Linked DNA regions of Zea mays: region 1 is linked to region 2. Evidence: chromatin contacts called from public Hi-C data. All regions are on one chromosome and are shown on one strand. Each heading gives the region's core, a stretch centred on a gene start, on an enhancer-like site or on the middle of the called end of the contact. The rest is flanking DNA. Distances are from core to core; before and after follow the strand shown. Region 1 holds the start of LOC100191155. Region 2 holds the start of LOC103626591 (phosphopantetheine adenylyltransferase-like).

Region 1 (7,714 bases), core at 3,209-5,708, 420 kb after region 2:
TGCACCTTCCAGTCTAAACTGTTTGATTTTGTGTGTGCTCATTTTACACTTCTTGCACCACGGTTAGATTGAGTGCTGGTGGTCGGTGATGGCTGGCCATGGACCACGCATATATGCGTCTGACCTTTTTTTTTTCATTTGCTGTCAGTTTTGTATAAGCACATGGACGGCGTGACGAATGACGTGGAGAGATCAAACGAACTGGTAAGCGTCACCGTTACTGCTACGACTGTGCACTGCTGTTAGTCGGTTGCCTTTCTCTGGTGACGAGGTTTTGAGCTCGCATTTTTTTTTCTTGTCAGGTGGCCATCCTGCAAGAGGAGCTAGAAGCCAAGGAGTTAGAGGTGACTAGACTGAAGGAGGAGACGCTTTCCCAGAAGGAAGGCACTCAAGAAGCACCGGCACCGGCACCAGCTCCGGTGGAAGAGGGAGACGGAGCTGGAAACGATCTGAAGCCGGCTTCAGATCCGCTGCAAGTGAAGCTGGAAAGTTAAGGGGAGACGGAGGGGTGGAAACGACCAGACGGTAGTGTGTTTGTTGAGACTCCCGATGTGCGGGAAGTCGTAGCATATTAGGCCAATCTTAACTAGTAGAACCGTTCGATTTTTATAATATCTATGTTCATTTTAGTTCTATCTATATAGTTACAATATAAAACATGCTCTCTATCTCTCATCTAGATGTGTACGTATCTGTGCCGCAGTTGAAGTTCTCCGACTGGTCTCGTTGCCTTCGTCATACTCTCCCTGCACCAATCTCTCTACCCCTACATGCCAACATCACACAGTCAATCTTAGCCCACCGGACGACGATCTACTGCGAGTTCACACAGATAAAACATGGATCACGGACGATTATACTATCTAAATGGCCGTGTAAAATACTATTTTACACTATTTTTAGAGAGTATTTTACACTATTTGTAAAGAGTGAAGTTTGAAATAGAGAGAGATTAGAGAATATGTAATACTATTTTACACTATTTGTAGAGAGTGAAGTTTAAAATAGAAAGTAAGATAGAAATTAAGGAATCTGCTTGAGACTGTTTTAAACCAACTCTAGCCACGCCATGTGACGTAACAATGTTTTGCATGGTAGATACACCATTTGCAAGTGTAGTTTGAAATAGTGAGTGGAATAGAGAGGCTGTTGGAGACAGTCTTATATTATCAAAATTACAGTGCTCAATGCATGTAACTCCATCCATTCCAAACTACCATAAGAAAACATCATATTGTTTTGCTACAGGTTCTCATTGGCTGAACCAGTAACGATGTCCAAACAGTTTATCGCATCAGGGCCTGTCCACGTTACACTTCACATAAAAAGCTCACATGCCACAATGTCTGGCATCACTCAAGTCATTTCCGTTACAAAGCGACAACTCATCTGGTGCTTCGATTATTTATCCGCGACGCCAAGTCAGTCAACGCTGGATACCCTCCTCAAGCCCCATATTTAGGCGCTTTCCAGAGCTTAAATGCCACCTCGTGCAGGAAGCGCTCAGCAAGCATAGCAAGGTTTCCACCACGCTGTTGATCACATCACAAGAATATATATGGTCAGTCAGTCAATACTCGTCCTGGAAATCCAGATCAAAGAACAGAGAAGTTCAACCACACCACAGTATTGTACTGTATCCATATATCTTTACACAGAAGGGTCAGTGGGGGAAGTATAAGATGCATAACGATAGTTTCATGGATAGTAACAATTAACGAGGCACAGCTTAACCATGTCACACAGGCTGACCCACTCAACCATGCCAGGGCCAAAAATCAAAATCAAATATGAAACAGATATATATGGTGCAGTATAGCACGTGCGTGTGAACTCTTGTTCACACCATATTCAGAGCAAAATCTACACTTGCCTTCAGTCTCTAACCATTACCATAACCAGCCAGAAATTTGCAAACGGTGTTGCTATGCTGCTGCGATTCGGAATGTTTCTGACGGTTGCGTTATGCACTTAGGGTGTTCCGGCAGAGGTAACTTAAAAGGATATGACCACATGTGTAATGTATTCATTCTAGTATAGAATATGGTGCCAGAGCCAGACTTTCACTTTACCATGAATCAGTTAACGACATGTAGAATTTCAATGCATTAGCATAATTTTGGTTTCATAGTACCGCAGTTTGGCCTGATATAAAAATGCCAAGGAAAGAAAAGTAGAGAGTCGCCCCAGAAACATTTGGCAATGCACACAGCAAAACTGCACAGATCTTGCATGATGCCTATGGTACATATCAAGCTTTTATACCCCCCCCCCCTAAATTGGTAACACCCTGAATCACCAGTTTTGATAATTCTTGTGGTGCAGCTTGTGATGTGCACAGACAATATGATAGCCCACTTCAGAAGGGAGAACCCATCAATCATCATATAACTGTTATCTACCCACTGCCCTAAACCTTTTACAAGGTACGACCAAGTCGACCATATCTTAAAACAAGGATTCAGAATCGCCGGTGTGACGAGCTGAGTATATCACGACAGGGACGTGTCTACCCTTCAAGGAATCAGTGTGAACATACATATCATGTTTAATTTCAGTTCAGCAACATTAGCCTATACACATTCTTTCTATTGCTGGCCCAACACCTAAATAAGAAAGGATAACTTTGATGATTAAGTTGAACTGTAAACATCTAACACAACAAAGGGCCAAGATCACAAGATTAGAAAAACCATATCTTCTGCAGCACGGAGTACAAGTTTCAGCTATACATAATAAGAAGCATAGATCTAGCTCACCTTCATAAACTCCTCAAAAGAGAACCCTTTAGCCAAATCAACACGTGTTACTCCGTCCTGCCACTGTGCCAGCAAAATTGGATGATGAAGTCTGCACAGCAAGCAGCAAACAAATCTGTGTGAGCCTCACAACATTGTAGTGAGAAAATCTATATATGTACTTCTATTCCTCTTATGAAATCTTAATAAGTACTTCCTCCATTCCAAATTATAAGACATTTTGTTTTTTCTAGATACATTCCTTTCACTTTGTATCTAGACATAATGTATATCTAAGTGCATAACAACTGCTATGTATTTATAGAAGCCAAAAAATCTTATAATTTGGTACGGAGGGAGTAATAATTATATTGATTTCCAGGATGGATCGATACAAACTCGAATAGTCTTATTTTGGGCTCTAAAAAAATCAAAAGAATGAAGTGCATTTTCATCAATTAGACTAGAGAGATTGCTCCAGGTGGCTTAACTTGTTGCATATTCATTTTTATTTGCCAGTGATCAAGGTGAAGGGAAACATCTACCTGACATCATCTAATGTACGCCCTGTTTTCATTGTGTAGCTCTGGCGTGGACGCAGTAGATTCAAGTCTGAATCTGTTTCGGTTGAAGAGGTTAAAAGGGAAAACTCATCCTTATTTCCAGAAGCAGACCCATAGCTCAAAATCACAGATACATGAATACGCGAAGCAATAGCTGAACCAACAGGCGCAGATTCCAAGACTGCACCAACTAATTTGTCGAGCCGATTGATATCTGTCTTCATTCCTAACTTTCCTAACTTGCTGCTTGTGTTCTCCATGGCAACATGCATGAAGACTAGATCGAATTCAGATGTTTCCTGCACATCCCCATCCGAGAATCCTAGCAGATCAAATGCTCTTTTGATTAATCCATCCTCTTTAGTAATGCTGGACGAGCCAGATTGTGGGGCAAAATCATTGGTTTTAAAAACATGGAAACCAAGATTCGCTGCGAAGGAGCTGACATGGGGGCAACTGGTGACCAAGGCAGCTCTCAGGCCCATAAACCTGAAATTTCAGGGCAGCTACAACTGGTTAGTACTCTTACAAGATTAATTAACATCTTGTAAAGCACATGGATGGCACATGCATCCAGTTAGTACCCACCTCTCAAACAGCTTGGGAACCACGAGCTCCTGTGGATCCACTTGGGCAACTTCTTGACCACTTTCCTCATTCTAAAATGTAACAAGTTCAAGCACTATTACATACATCTCTTACTTTCTCGAGCAATCACTCCATTCCAACACAAATGGGAAGCAAGATCTCACCTTTCCGGGGTAGAGATGATCGTAAACGTCGAGCAGCTGCGCCAGTTCCAAAATCGTGCTGCTATTATCCTCGGTGCCTAGGCGTATCACAGCACAGAACTACGAACTGAGCGGCGACAAGTGACAAAGATGACGGGAGGTGAAGTCCGATGGATTAGTACCGGTCGTAGGATGGGAAGTCGGCGGGGAGCGTAGGGTGAGAAGGCCGCAGCAGGCGCGGGAGGCGAACGCGTCGAGGTGGCTCCCCGCGGCTGCGGAGCCCGGCGGGGGGATGAGCGCCGCGGCGTGGCCGGCGGCGTAGACGACCAGCGCGCGGCTCGGCTTGTCCGCCATGGCCGCACCCGCACTTCTCTCGCCGGAGTCGCCTACTTGCCTCCTTTACTCTCTGTCTGCCCCCTCCGCGGTGCCACCACGCGTCTGGACAGGGCCCACGTGTCACAAGGACGACAAGATTATTAATGGGCTGATCATGGGCCTCTAAACTGACTAGGCCCACTTGCAAAATTCTAACAGCCACCAACGTCCGCGCAGAAAAAAAAAGCAGGAAAAAAGTCGAGAAGGAAAACCCCTAACCCTAGGCAAGGGCCTCCCCCGCCGTCTCGTGTCGGCATAAACCCCAGCCGTCTCTCCTCGACTCTCCGAGGCACGGCCCTGCCTCTCCGCCTCGACTCTGTGGTAAGCATCGCGGCGAGGGAGCTCCGATGGCCGGGAAAAAACGGACCCAGACTGATCGCGCGGTTCTGGAGGCGGTGCCTGCCTCGGACGCTATCCGGAATGAGGCTGCAGCTGCGGAGGCGCCGGCGAAGAAGAAGCTGGCCATGGAGCGGAAGAAGGAGCGGAAGGAGATGGATAAGGAGCGCCACCGCCAGTCGGCCGAATTTGCCAAGCCCCAGCCGCCGGCAGCGGAGTCTGCGGCTCCTGTGAATCCCCCGGCCGCTCCGGTGGCTGTGGGACCGGGACTGCACATGAACGTGTTCAGAGACCTGGCATCACCAGAGGCATCGGTTAGAGAGGCTGCAGCCGAGGCGCTGGTGGTGGAGCTCCGGCAAGTGCAGAAGGCGTACGAGAAGAGCGCGCGGAATGGGGAGAGGGATGCTGGTGATGGGGATACGCAGATGGAGGCTGAGAAGGACGACGGGCTGGATAACTGCGCCCCATCAGTGCGTTACGCCATCCGGCGGCTTATTCGTGGCATCTCTTCTTCTAGAGAGGTAGAAATGTTTTTCCATGAGTTCAGGACAAGCTTAGTTTGAGTTGGCTGATGTCACGATCTGCTTTACTCTATTAACTTCGGAAATTTGTTTGCAGTATGCAAGGCAAGGATTTGCTTTGGGTCTTGCCGCTGTCCTCGAATCGATTCGGGCAATCAAGGTGGAAGCAATTATGAAGTTGATCCCTAATTTATTGGAACATTCATCTTCTATGAAGGGACCGGTAAATTGAAAAACTAATGTCACTACTCAGTACTCATTATGGCTATCAACATGTCTCTTTCCTGTTTTGATGGCAACTTACGTTTCTGTTTAGGAAGCTAAGGACAATCTTTTGGGGCGCCTGTTTGGATTTGGAGCAATTGAGAGGTCTGGTCGTGTGTCACGACAGTGGTCACGTGACAAAAGCTCACCCATTGTTAAGGAATTTGTGAGTGTGGTTGTAGAACTCGGTGGCAAGAAACGATATTTGACGGAGCCTGCAGTTGCTGTGATTCTGGATTTAGTCAGGAAGGTACATCTTTCAAGCACACACTGATACGGCTTTAACACGTGATACTCTTTTATTATAGTGTGATGCATATAATGTTAGGATTAAACTTTTTGCGCCGCTGCCAGTGATAGAAACGTGCAGTTTTTTATATATTTATCATTGTTAATTTCATGTTATGTATTCCCCGTTCTTTTTTTTGAATCAAGTTATTTTAATTAATTAGTGATCTTACCAGTGTTATATAAAAACGAACGGAGTAGCTAATTAACAAAATAATTGCAGACTTGAAGCAAATAATTTTGTTGGACTATATGTATGTATGAATATGAGGTGTAGTTTTACCCTATCCGTCTGATAGAAGTGCTAATTTTTCACTTGAAGATGACATCTTGTTGTCCTAGTACCACAGTTGGATGTGTCCAAATATTTCACAAAAGCAAAAAGAACAATGACGGAGGAAAACAAAATTAAAGAGACTGAAGTTAGGGCCCATGCGCAAAGCAGTGGAGACAAATAAAATGTTACTATCATACTACCTCTGTTGTTTTATACTTGTATTGATGCGGACATGATCTGAATTATATTTGGCCATTACTTATAAGCATTTGTTGTTATAAAAATGTTAAATTTTGAAGTACTTGCATGAAAAATATACTAGTACTCTTTTCATATGACACAATTATAGTTAGTAAACCCTTTTTTTGTGTGGAAGGTTTGGCCTGTGGATGGTATCGTACTAAAGGTGTTTAGCCCAATTTGGATTGCCAGAATCACTCATCAAATATGATTGTGTGCTGTCGCAACGCACCGGAACTAGTACTGTTTTCATATGGCACAATTATAGGCAATCTCTTGTTCATAACAATAAATTTTGACAGTTTATTATATTTTAAAATCTGCTTTAATAAATATTCCTTTGCAGCGACTTGCTTTACAATACATTTTTTGTTGGTAGGAGCTTTCATGGTATCCTTATCACGAGTTACATTTTTATTTGCCTTTTTCTAATGGGTATTGTTGTGACAGAAGAGATTATTAATAGCTCTATATGAGCATGGACTGCATGGTTATGGCAGTTGTTATGTTAGCATTGTATTAGTTAATTATTTAGAAGTTGCAAGTTGCAACATTATGGAAAAAAGGAATCATGAACAAGATGTCAAGTGAATCCTCATACATTTGCAGTGGCCAGTGGCACATTTGTAGTAGTACCGTTATCAAGGTTATTAAAACGGTAAAATGTTGGAACGCTCATGGATCAAAATTTGACTTTTAAACGTTTAAACTTTGTTTAAACGTAGTTTTAAACAACACAGGAAAAATACCAATACATCATAATTTCAGACAATAATATGAAGTTAAATACCAAAATAGAGAGATTAGTGGCCTACCAAAACTTCACCCATGAGCTAGATTGAACCTCAAAAGTAACTAATAGACTGGACCCAAAAGTAGCTAATGGTCTAAAATGCATAAAACACTGCGTTTTACAGTTTAGAACGCCAAAACGTGGTTTCAACCTCTAATTAGAGTTTTGACGTTTAAACTTACTTTAAACATCGTTTAAACGTAGTTTTAATAACACTGACCGTTATTTTGCCACTTGGTTTATTTGGTATCTGCTAACCTATCTTTTGTTGTAGCTGCCTGATGAAGCCATACTATCTGAGGTTCTTGAAGTTCCTGGTGTTCAAGATTGGTTTAACAAAGCTGCTGAGGTTGGAGATCCAGATGCACTCTTTCTAGCTTTGAAGTTGCAAGAGAGAACTATTGTCCAGAAGGAGATATTTGGGAAGCTCCTGCCTTATCCATTCAGCTCGGACAATTTTTTTGCCGAACAACATCTTAGATCCATTGCTGCTTGTTTTAAGGTACTGTTCTCACTGATAGTATAAATGAGCATAAATAATCTCAAATTTTGCTACCACTCAAACTCATCCCAGTGTTCTTTGTAACC
Region 2 (7,898 bases), core at 3,215-5,714:
CCGCCACCTCGCCGCGGCCTTCACGGCCGCCGCTGCGCACCAGCGCGTCGCGTTCAGGCGCGTCCAGGTCCGGGCCCCGGTGTCCGCCTCTCTCTCCTTCCCGCCGCGCCATCCCGCGACATTTCGCGGCAGGGCCAGCCTCGCCTGCCCCGCCGCCGCCTCTCTATCCGTCCCCTCCGGCGCCGCGCCTCCGGGCTCCGTGCCATTCAACCTCCTGCCGCCCGACTCCGACCCTTTCATCGAGTGGGACCCGCCCCCGGGCGACTCCGCCCCCTCGCCGCTCGCTGGCGGCGGTGCTGCCGGGGGTGCCACGCTGGTCGTGCTGCTCGGCTGGCTCGGCGCGCGCCAGAAGCACCTGCGCCGCTACGCCGACCTCTACCGCGAGCGCGGGGTCGGCGCGGTGCGGTTCGTCGTGCCCGTGCGCGAGCTCGTCGGCCTCGACCTCGGCCGCCGCGTCGAGCGCAGGGTCGCCGACCTCTCCGAGCAGGTCGCCGCGTGGTGCGACGCCGATCGGCGCCGCACGCTCCTCTTCCACACCTTCAGCAACACCGGATGGCTCGCGTAAGGAACAGAAACCCAACCTCCCTCAATTCTCCTGAAGGAGCTTCAGTTATAGTGCGGATGATTCAATTATAGATCGGAACATTCGAAAGCGGATAGTTAGTTCGTACGACGTTTGCGAGACACGTACATGCGTTCCACGGTCGGTTGCACACTGACATGGGGGGTGCTAGCATGTCGCGTGACACGTTGTAGACTTGTTATGAAACTTTAGTTTGGCACGTGAGATTGATGCATAGAATTTGCACGATTCAGGAGGTATATCCTCGCCCAACATATCACGGGGTTGATGGGAGCATTTAGGGCTAGTTTAGTAACTCCATTTTTTCCAACTGATTCATATCTTCTAAAAAAATGAATAATTTCCCTTATAAAGTAACCTATTTAGCTTGAAATTTGATATTCCATCATTTTCCCAAGTTCAGATATAAGTCTATCTCAAATTTATAGATGTAGGATAGGAAATGATTTTATATATTAGTAGAATATGATTCTATTCTGTAACTTATAGGGTGCTCTTCGGCTCACTCCTTTTTAATAAAAATATAGTACATAAATATCTCTGACATCTTACTAATAATAGTATATAAATATATTTTATCTCCGACATCTTGCTAATAATAGTATACAAATATATTTTTTATAAAGTTGTATTAGCTTAATTGATATATGCCTAAATTATTATTATTAGAATGAAATTCAATTCCAAATATCTAAACGGGGCCTTAGGAAAATGGAAATATCCCAAATATCCTTTGGGATAATGTGATTCTTAAACTAGCCCTTAGTTCAGTATACTACATCCAATTCTAGCTGGATAATTAAAAGTGCATGTACCAACATGCCTAGGAGAAAATCTCCATCATATGTTTGGTGTTTTGTAAAATGAATCTCCTTGTGGTTCTCCAGGGCACATGTTCCAGCTCCCAGTGGTAACATAGCAGTATGAAAAATGGTGAGAGAGCAACAACGGTTATCTGTCAGTGACTAGATTGTCTGATAGTGATGCCACAGTGCCGATTCTCTGCTGACACGCGCATGGTTGCTCTGTGCACATTTTCTTTATGGTGATCTGTTATACATCAACTCTGTTACTGACTTTTGTCATCGTTTTTATTATTCTAAAAACCAACGTGTGACCATTTACTTGTTGCGCTGAACTACATTCACACACAGTTGATCCTTTTTCCCTGTATTTCTCATTAGATCTCATTATTTTAATCATTATAACTTCATTCTGGGATAGTTCGGGTGAATATGCTGAATCTAGTCAAGGATATTTTTTTTCCCATTCCTATATTACTTGAAATCCTAGCAAAAACACTTATTTGACTGTTTAATGTTTATATCTGAAATTCATGTCATCAATGTAATATGCATAAAACCTTCTTTTTTTTTTTTTTTTTTTGCTTTCATTCCAGCTATGGTGCTGTACTGGAGAATTTACAATCAAGAGCTGACCTAACTGAGAGAATAAGAGGATGTATTGTAGACTCTGCACCAGTTCTAGAGATAAGACCAGAGGTCCGTATACCTATCCTTTTTTCTTGCTGAATCAGGTATACAATTAAAATAGACTTCTAACACGCTAGAAGAAAATGTTCCAAGATCCTCCATACATTTACAAGTAGATATTTTATATCCTTATCATCTTTTTATCCTGTACTGTGGTTGTCTACCATGCTTTCTGCATGGCATTCTATGCACCGAAGCTTGCTTGCATGGAAGTTCTCATTTTTACGTTGAACTCAGGTCTGGGCGGCCGGGTTCTCTGCTGCAATGTTAAAGAAAAGCAGTTCCATGACTGGTCCTACGACTGAATCTCTTGATGGGCCTGTTGTAAATGGCACCTTGAACAGAGTTGGCTCCAATGTGACGCAACCTTCATGGGGTGAATGTTTTCTCCTGTCAACTCTGCGGAAATTCTTCGAGATTGTTCTTTACGTACCTGATGTAAACAAGTAAGTGCAGTTACAGTTATGAATCGCTGCTCTACTTAAGTGCCATGAACTACCCTGTGCCTGCCAGCGCTCATCAACTATTTTTGCTGTTTTATTTTTGGGTTGGGGTGGGTATTTAGTTAAAAAAATGTGATATCAAATCCTCAGAAGACTCATCAAACAAAAAAACCATAGGTTCTTTTAAGAGGAGAACAAGCGTGTATCAGTTGTTGAATCAAACAGTGGGTCAAAAAAGGCCAGAGGGGGGGGGGGGGGGGGCAATAAGAGCTTCTGTGGTGAAAGTGTTGTTTTATCAACCGTAACCATGTCTGTTACTAATTGCCTAACTAATAGCTAGTTGCTAATACTTTATCAGTTGAGTGTGTTTCGGTCGATCGACTTCCAGTTACCTGCTATCCAAACAATTGTTAGCTGGATGCCCAGTTAACTGTTAGTTGATGTCTTTCTTAGCTGGGCCTGCTTGGAATCCATCCTAGCTAATTTTTAGCACCTAACTGTTAGGGCTTGTTCGGTTAGCTCTCAATCCATGTGGATTGAGTGGGATTGGATGGATTTGAATTCCAAACAAGTTAAACTTTTTCTCAATTTTTTTCAATTTTATTCAATCCATGTGTATTGGGAATAACCGAACAAGTCCTTAGCTGGCTGTATCCAACCCAGGCTCTGGGTCAAACTCATGGAATCCATTTCTTGCTTCTCCTGTTAAGCATTCCTGTACTGTAGCTGTAGACCTTATCTTCTTTTCCCCAGATCTACTACTGTACGCCGTTCGCCTGTTCCGCTATCTGACACTGTTGCAGGCGGCTGTGCAAGGTTCTCTCGGTGCTTTCAGAGCAGCAGCCTCCTTGCCCGCAGTTCTACCTGTACAGCTCGGCCGACCGAGTCATCCCGGCGGAGTGCGTGGAGCGCTTCGTGGAGTCGCAGAGGTCCCTCGGGCGCAGCGTGTTCGCCCACGACTTCGTCTCGTCGCCGCACGTGGACCACTACCGGAGCTTCCCCCACGTGTACTCCGCCAAGATCGACGAGTTCCTCAAGGTCTGCTCCACGGTCGAGGTGTCATGACCAACAGGCAGGGCCGTCGAATCTATCTGTGTTTGGTCTGTTACTCTGTTCTGAGAATGGATAGGTGTTTCTTTGCCACTCAGAAAATCTGATGGTAGGCTCCCAAAGATGTTTGCCTGAGGTTATTGAGATACTGTATGCTTGCTTTGTTTGAGCCTGTTCGCTGGCTGGTTGCAGCGCTGTGAGGCAGCCATTGTACAGCGATTCCGCAGCCGTGGCAGCGCTGCTGCGCTGGGCTGAGCGGCCGAACACTCCCGGCTCGCAGCCATTGTACAGCGCTTTTGAGTATGGATGGGTGTGGTATGCCACTGTGGTGGAGCACGCTGCATCCATCCCGGCTCGCAGTGGAACGAACCGGTACCGGGGTGCGCGATTCCATGTCTCGCTGTTCTATTCTATACGAGAATCGTGTTCCATCTCTACTCCCTGCCACTGCTAGGTCTAGTGCGTCTGTGCGTGCATCGCCTTCTTGACCTCAAGCTGCATAGCACCACTAGGTAGCCGCTTAGCTAGGAGTGATAATGGATTGGATTTAAATGCTTCTTTGTAAAATAGTAGAACTCTAAATAATTTTTAATTTAAAAATAAATATAAATAGTTCTCGATTTTAATCTGATTTAATTTTATATCTTATATTGTAAAATTTAGAACACATTGTCACTATCTTATATTGTAAAATTTAGAACACATAGTCACTCTGGCCGGTAGCCCCGTCAAGGTCGAGGCTGGCGTGTAGTCGTGGCTCTGTTACCGAGGACAAGTAGGACGAGGCCCTTTGTAGGCTGAACCGGACCCACCTATCAGTGAACAGGCGGACAGGTCAGGACTCAGGAGTAGGAGGAGAGCAGCCTCAAAACCAGGCGCACGCACCCGCGAGGCCGCGACGCCACTGACCAACCAGCCAAAAACCCGGCCGCGCGCCTGTTTGTTCGGCCGGAGCGCGCCATGGCCATGGAGGAGGGGTCAGGAGCGGTGGAGAAAGGGCCGGCCGTGGGCACGGTGGCTGACGCCTCCGCCAGCGTCATCGGCGAAGGCGCCGTGAAGGAGGAGGCCGGGGGCAGACGGCAGCCACCGGCCGGCTACGCGGCCGTCGTGATCGGCGGCACCTTCGACCGCCTGCACCAGGGCCACCATCTCTTCCTGAAGGTACGGTACGGGCAACAAGGTCTCCACTCTTGGGCATAACAGTCCAATCGTCGTCGTCTCTTTCGCTGCCTGCGTGTGCGCGTTTGTGTGTGTTCGAAGCGTTGAAACTTCAGCTGATCCTTCGATTCCCCTCCTTTCTTTTCTTTCTTTCTTTTTGTGTGTGTGTGTTTGTTTATTCTGGTTTTTACTAATCTATTCCTAACAACGATGATTTTCCCGTTTCCTCGGTTCGTCCCCCTTTCTCTTCCGAAAACATATAAAGAATCCACGTTGTGGCAGGCGGCAGCGGAGCTGGCGAGGGAGAGGATCGTGGTCGGCGTCTGCGACGGCCCCATGCTCGCCAAGAAACAGGTCAGCTTTCGCGCCAACTGGCCGGATGCATCCGACAATACACTCTCGCTTCTAATCCAAACCCGATCGACGCAAGCACGCTTGCATAGAGCCCGATCACGCCATTGCTTATTCCACGCTAAAACAAACCCCGACCATCGCGTCCCTGCATGCCGCGCAGCGGATGCCACAGCAACGTCAGGCTTTTTAAAATCCCGGGACGTCAGACGTCTCAACCCACACACACGCCCCAGCTGCATGTTCCACATGTGATCCCCATCAACGCATGCTCGCTCGGCCGCTCCCTTTCAAATTGCAAGCCAAGCCGTCTCAAGTCTGTAGCCTCGATTTGGAACTTTGAACGGAGGTAGGTAGGATGGCTTGCGGTCTCAAACTATGCTACCATGTTTGGATGCACTAGAGTAGCTGTTAAAATTAATCAAAGACATCTAAACAGTCTAGCTAGTAGTTTAACTATTAGCTTTTCTTTAGCAAACTAGCTAATTCGACTAATAATTTTTTTATCAAAGAACTATTATCTCTGCATCTAAACACCGGTGTTCAAATGCACTACAGTTAACAGTTAGCTGCTAAAATTAGTTGAACGCAGCTAATAGTTTGGTTATTGGCTACTTTTAGCAGATTAGGTGGCTAATTCTTAGCATCCAAACAGCCCCCCTAATTATAGCGCAACCGCAATGGGACCGAACCAATGGGGGTATGGGCTGACGAGTGGTGGTAATCTAGCGCAATCAGAGACGGCTGAGAGGCACCACAGTCCACAGGAATAGGTCGACATCAAACACTAAAACCATGTCATGATCACCAAATAATGGCCCCATGTCATGATCATCGAACAATGGCCGGGTTTAGCGTTTCAGGTGGTGGGAAACCATACTACTGGTTCACGGTCGTATGCAGGTTCATTGAACATGGACAGGGTTCCAGATTTCAAAGGTTTTTTTTTCAGATTTGAAAGGTTTGGTAGGGGGAATAGAGTCTAGTAGGTTGGGCGGTCAGCCACTAACCACTGGTTGAATGGAACAGCATATCCCCGTCTACAAAATGTGCATGTGAGCTGCATATTGGTGGTCATGGCGTAGAGAAGTGAGCTGAAGAATCTAAAGACTGACTTTGCTTATGTAGTAGAGAAGTTTGATGCCGTCTTTTCCCCTTTGGCTGCTTTGCTTTTGTTCCCTGCAGTACGCCGACCTGATACAACCGATCGAGAAGCGGATGCAGAATGCCATGGATTATATTAAGGTAATCCTCCTGTTCCAGTAAATCCCGTGCACATGAGCAACAGGCACCCTTAATTAAATGACGATTAAAACTTATATATTAGATGAAACAAAGTAGTACGTATGATGCAGCTGCCTCGCTCCAACTTGACAAAAAAAAACTCTGCTCTTTCCATCTGCAGTTCATAAAGCCCGACCTTGATGTTCGTGTGGAGCCCATCGTCGACCCTTTCGGCCCATCCATCGTTGACCAAGGCCTTGAGGCCATCATTGTCAGGTCGGGGATGCTCTTGCTTTGCCCCCTCCCTCCGTCTACTCTTTAGTAGTGGTGCTGATCGTATGCGAACCTTGGAGCAGCAAGGAGACGTTGCCGGGAGGACACGCTGTCAACAGGAAGAGAGCAGAGAGAGGGCTCACTCAGTTGCAGGTTTGGTTGCAATGGTTGTTTTTATTATAGAGTGAGAGAGAGGGAAACTAACCCTCATGTGGTTTATTAAAATCTTGCAGATCGAGGTGATAGAGCTGGTGCCAGAGGAGTCGACGGGGGACAAGATAAGTTCCACGGCATTCAGAAAGATGGAAGCCGAGAGGGCGCTGCAGCAACAGAATAAACAAGATGATACAGCAGTAGGCACTCCGGTTGGGGTGCAAAACATAGCGGTTCAGTCACATGGAGCATAGTAATGAACCGAAGTTCGTACTTTAACAAAAAATACATTAAACTTTGAGCTCTCTACTTCCATCACATACAAAGGCACAGTGCTTCTGTGCCCAAACATGGACTGATCAATACAGAAAAGTTCCAGTTTCTTCACATATTTAGACCGAAGGATATTCTACCAAGAAAAAATATGCAGCCAGCCTTTGCAACTTTAGACCTTGTTCGTTTGTGCCGGATTGGTGGGTCGGAACGATTTCTAACCGAATTGTTTCTCTGATTTATATAAACTTTGATTAGCTGAAACGATTCCGGATGCAATCACCCGAAACAAACGAACAAAGCCTTAGTTGTACCACGCTCATGCTTAGATCTTCAGATCTATGAAGCATCTTTAGATCTATGAAACTTACAAATCAGAATTTGAGTCAGGTCATCACATTTCTTCAAATTGATGAAACTTATACAAATCAGGACGGATTCTTGAGACTTGATTCATTGACCATTAAAAAACAAATCAATCACTGTTAAAAATACATTAGCGTTTGCACAACATTGCAATCAACCAGCCGTAACTATAAACTACAGACCCATGACCAAGACGATTTGGATGCTCCTTTTGCTTCACACAGGCAATAAACTGGAGGTGCGCTAGAAACAGTTGGGAAATTCTGGATGATGATCTTACAAGCATAGCAAAAGACAGCAGTTCAGTACTTTTTGTGGCGGCCCTCAGACATCCAAGGAAGGATTCTGCAGCATTAGCTCTCAAGCCTGGCAGGGCGAAAGCTCTTAGGCGGCAACTGCGAATGTAGAGAAACAAGCCTTGATTTTGTCATCATAGGGCACCCATTATCAGAAATAACAAGTATCAAACATAGGTATTGCATTGTGTCAGACATCCAAGGAAGGATATGGGGCAGCACTAGCTCTCAAGCC

What was found. A called contact is a pair of places that touch in the nucleus more often than the background predicts.
Region 1: a contact with region 2 is called in a Hi-C map of leaf, with 4 times the contacts expected there. The contact joins the promoter of LOC100191155 here to the promoter of LOC103626591 in region 2. A contact is called at or near these places in 14 of 25 Hi-C or Micro-C datasets (bundle sheath, ear, endosperm and 5 more) and 1 of 3 datasets of contacts at active chromatin or transcription factors (seedling).

What each region holds. Positions count from the first base shown.
Region 1 is chr5:78,715,050-78,722,763 of Zm-B73-REFERENCE-NAM-5.0, forward strand. LOC100191155 reads right to left here and starts at 4,459. Exons shown (of 6, transcript NM_001136591.1): 1 at 4,215-4,459; 2 at 4,054-4,130; 3 at 3,890-3,960; 4 at 3,284-3,790; 5 at 2,760-2,850; 6 at 1,135-1,532. The coding sequence starts at 4,386. The coding sequence ends at 1,446. It overlaps LOC103626594, which reads left to right and starts at 4,542. Exons shown (of 8, transcript XM_008647003.4): 1 at 4,542-5,264; 2 at 5,362-5,487; 3 at 5,581-5,778; 4 at 7,401-7,628. The coding sequence starts at 4,755. It overlaps LOC100193941 (FKBP12-interacting protein of 37 kDa), which reads left to right. Exons shown (of 13, transcript NM_001139010.1): 12 at 149-204; 13 at 303-712. The coding sequence ends at 494.
Region 2 is chr5:78,299,684-78,307,581 of Zm-B73-REFERENCE-NAM-5.0, forward strand. LOC103626591 (phosphopantetheine adenylyltransferase-like) reads left to right here and starts at 4,465. Exons shown (of 6, transcript NM_001329681.1): 1 at 4,465-4,730; 2 at 5,010-5,081; 3 at 6,264-6,323; 4 at 6,484-6,578; 5 at 6,659-6,728; 6 at 6,809-7,136. The coding sequence starts at 4,530. The coding sequence ends at 6,982. LOC100191344 reads left to right here. Exons shown (of 4, transcript NM_001136778.1): 1 at 1-561; 2 at 1,983-2,085; 3 at 2,314-2,522; 4 at 3,323-3,768. The coding sequence ends at 3,584. LOC111589359 (small nucleolar RNA SNORD14) reads right to left here and starts at 7,806; the gene lies at 7,688-7,806. It overlaps LOC111589363 (small nucleolar RNA SNORD14), which reads right to left; the gene lies at 7,850-7,898.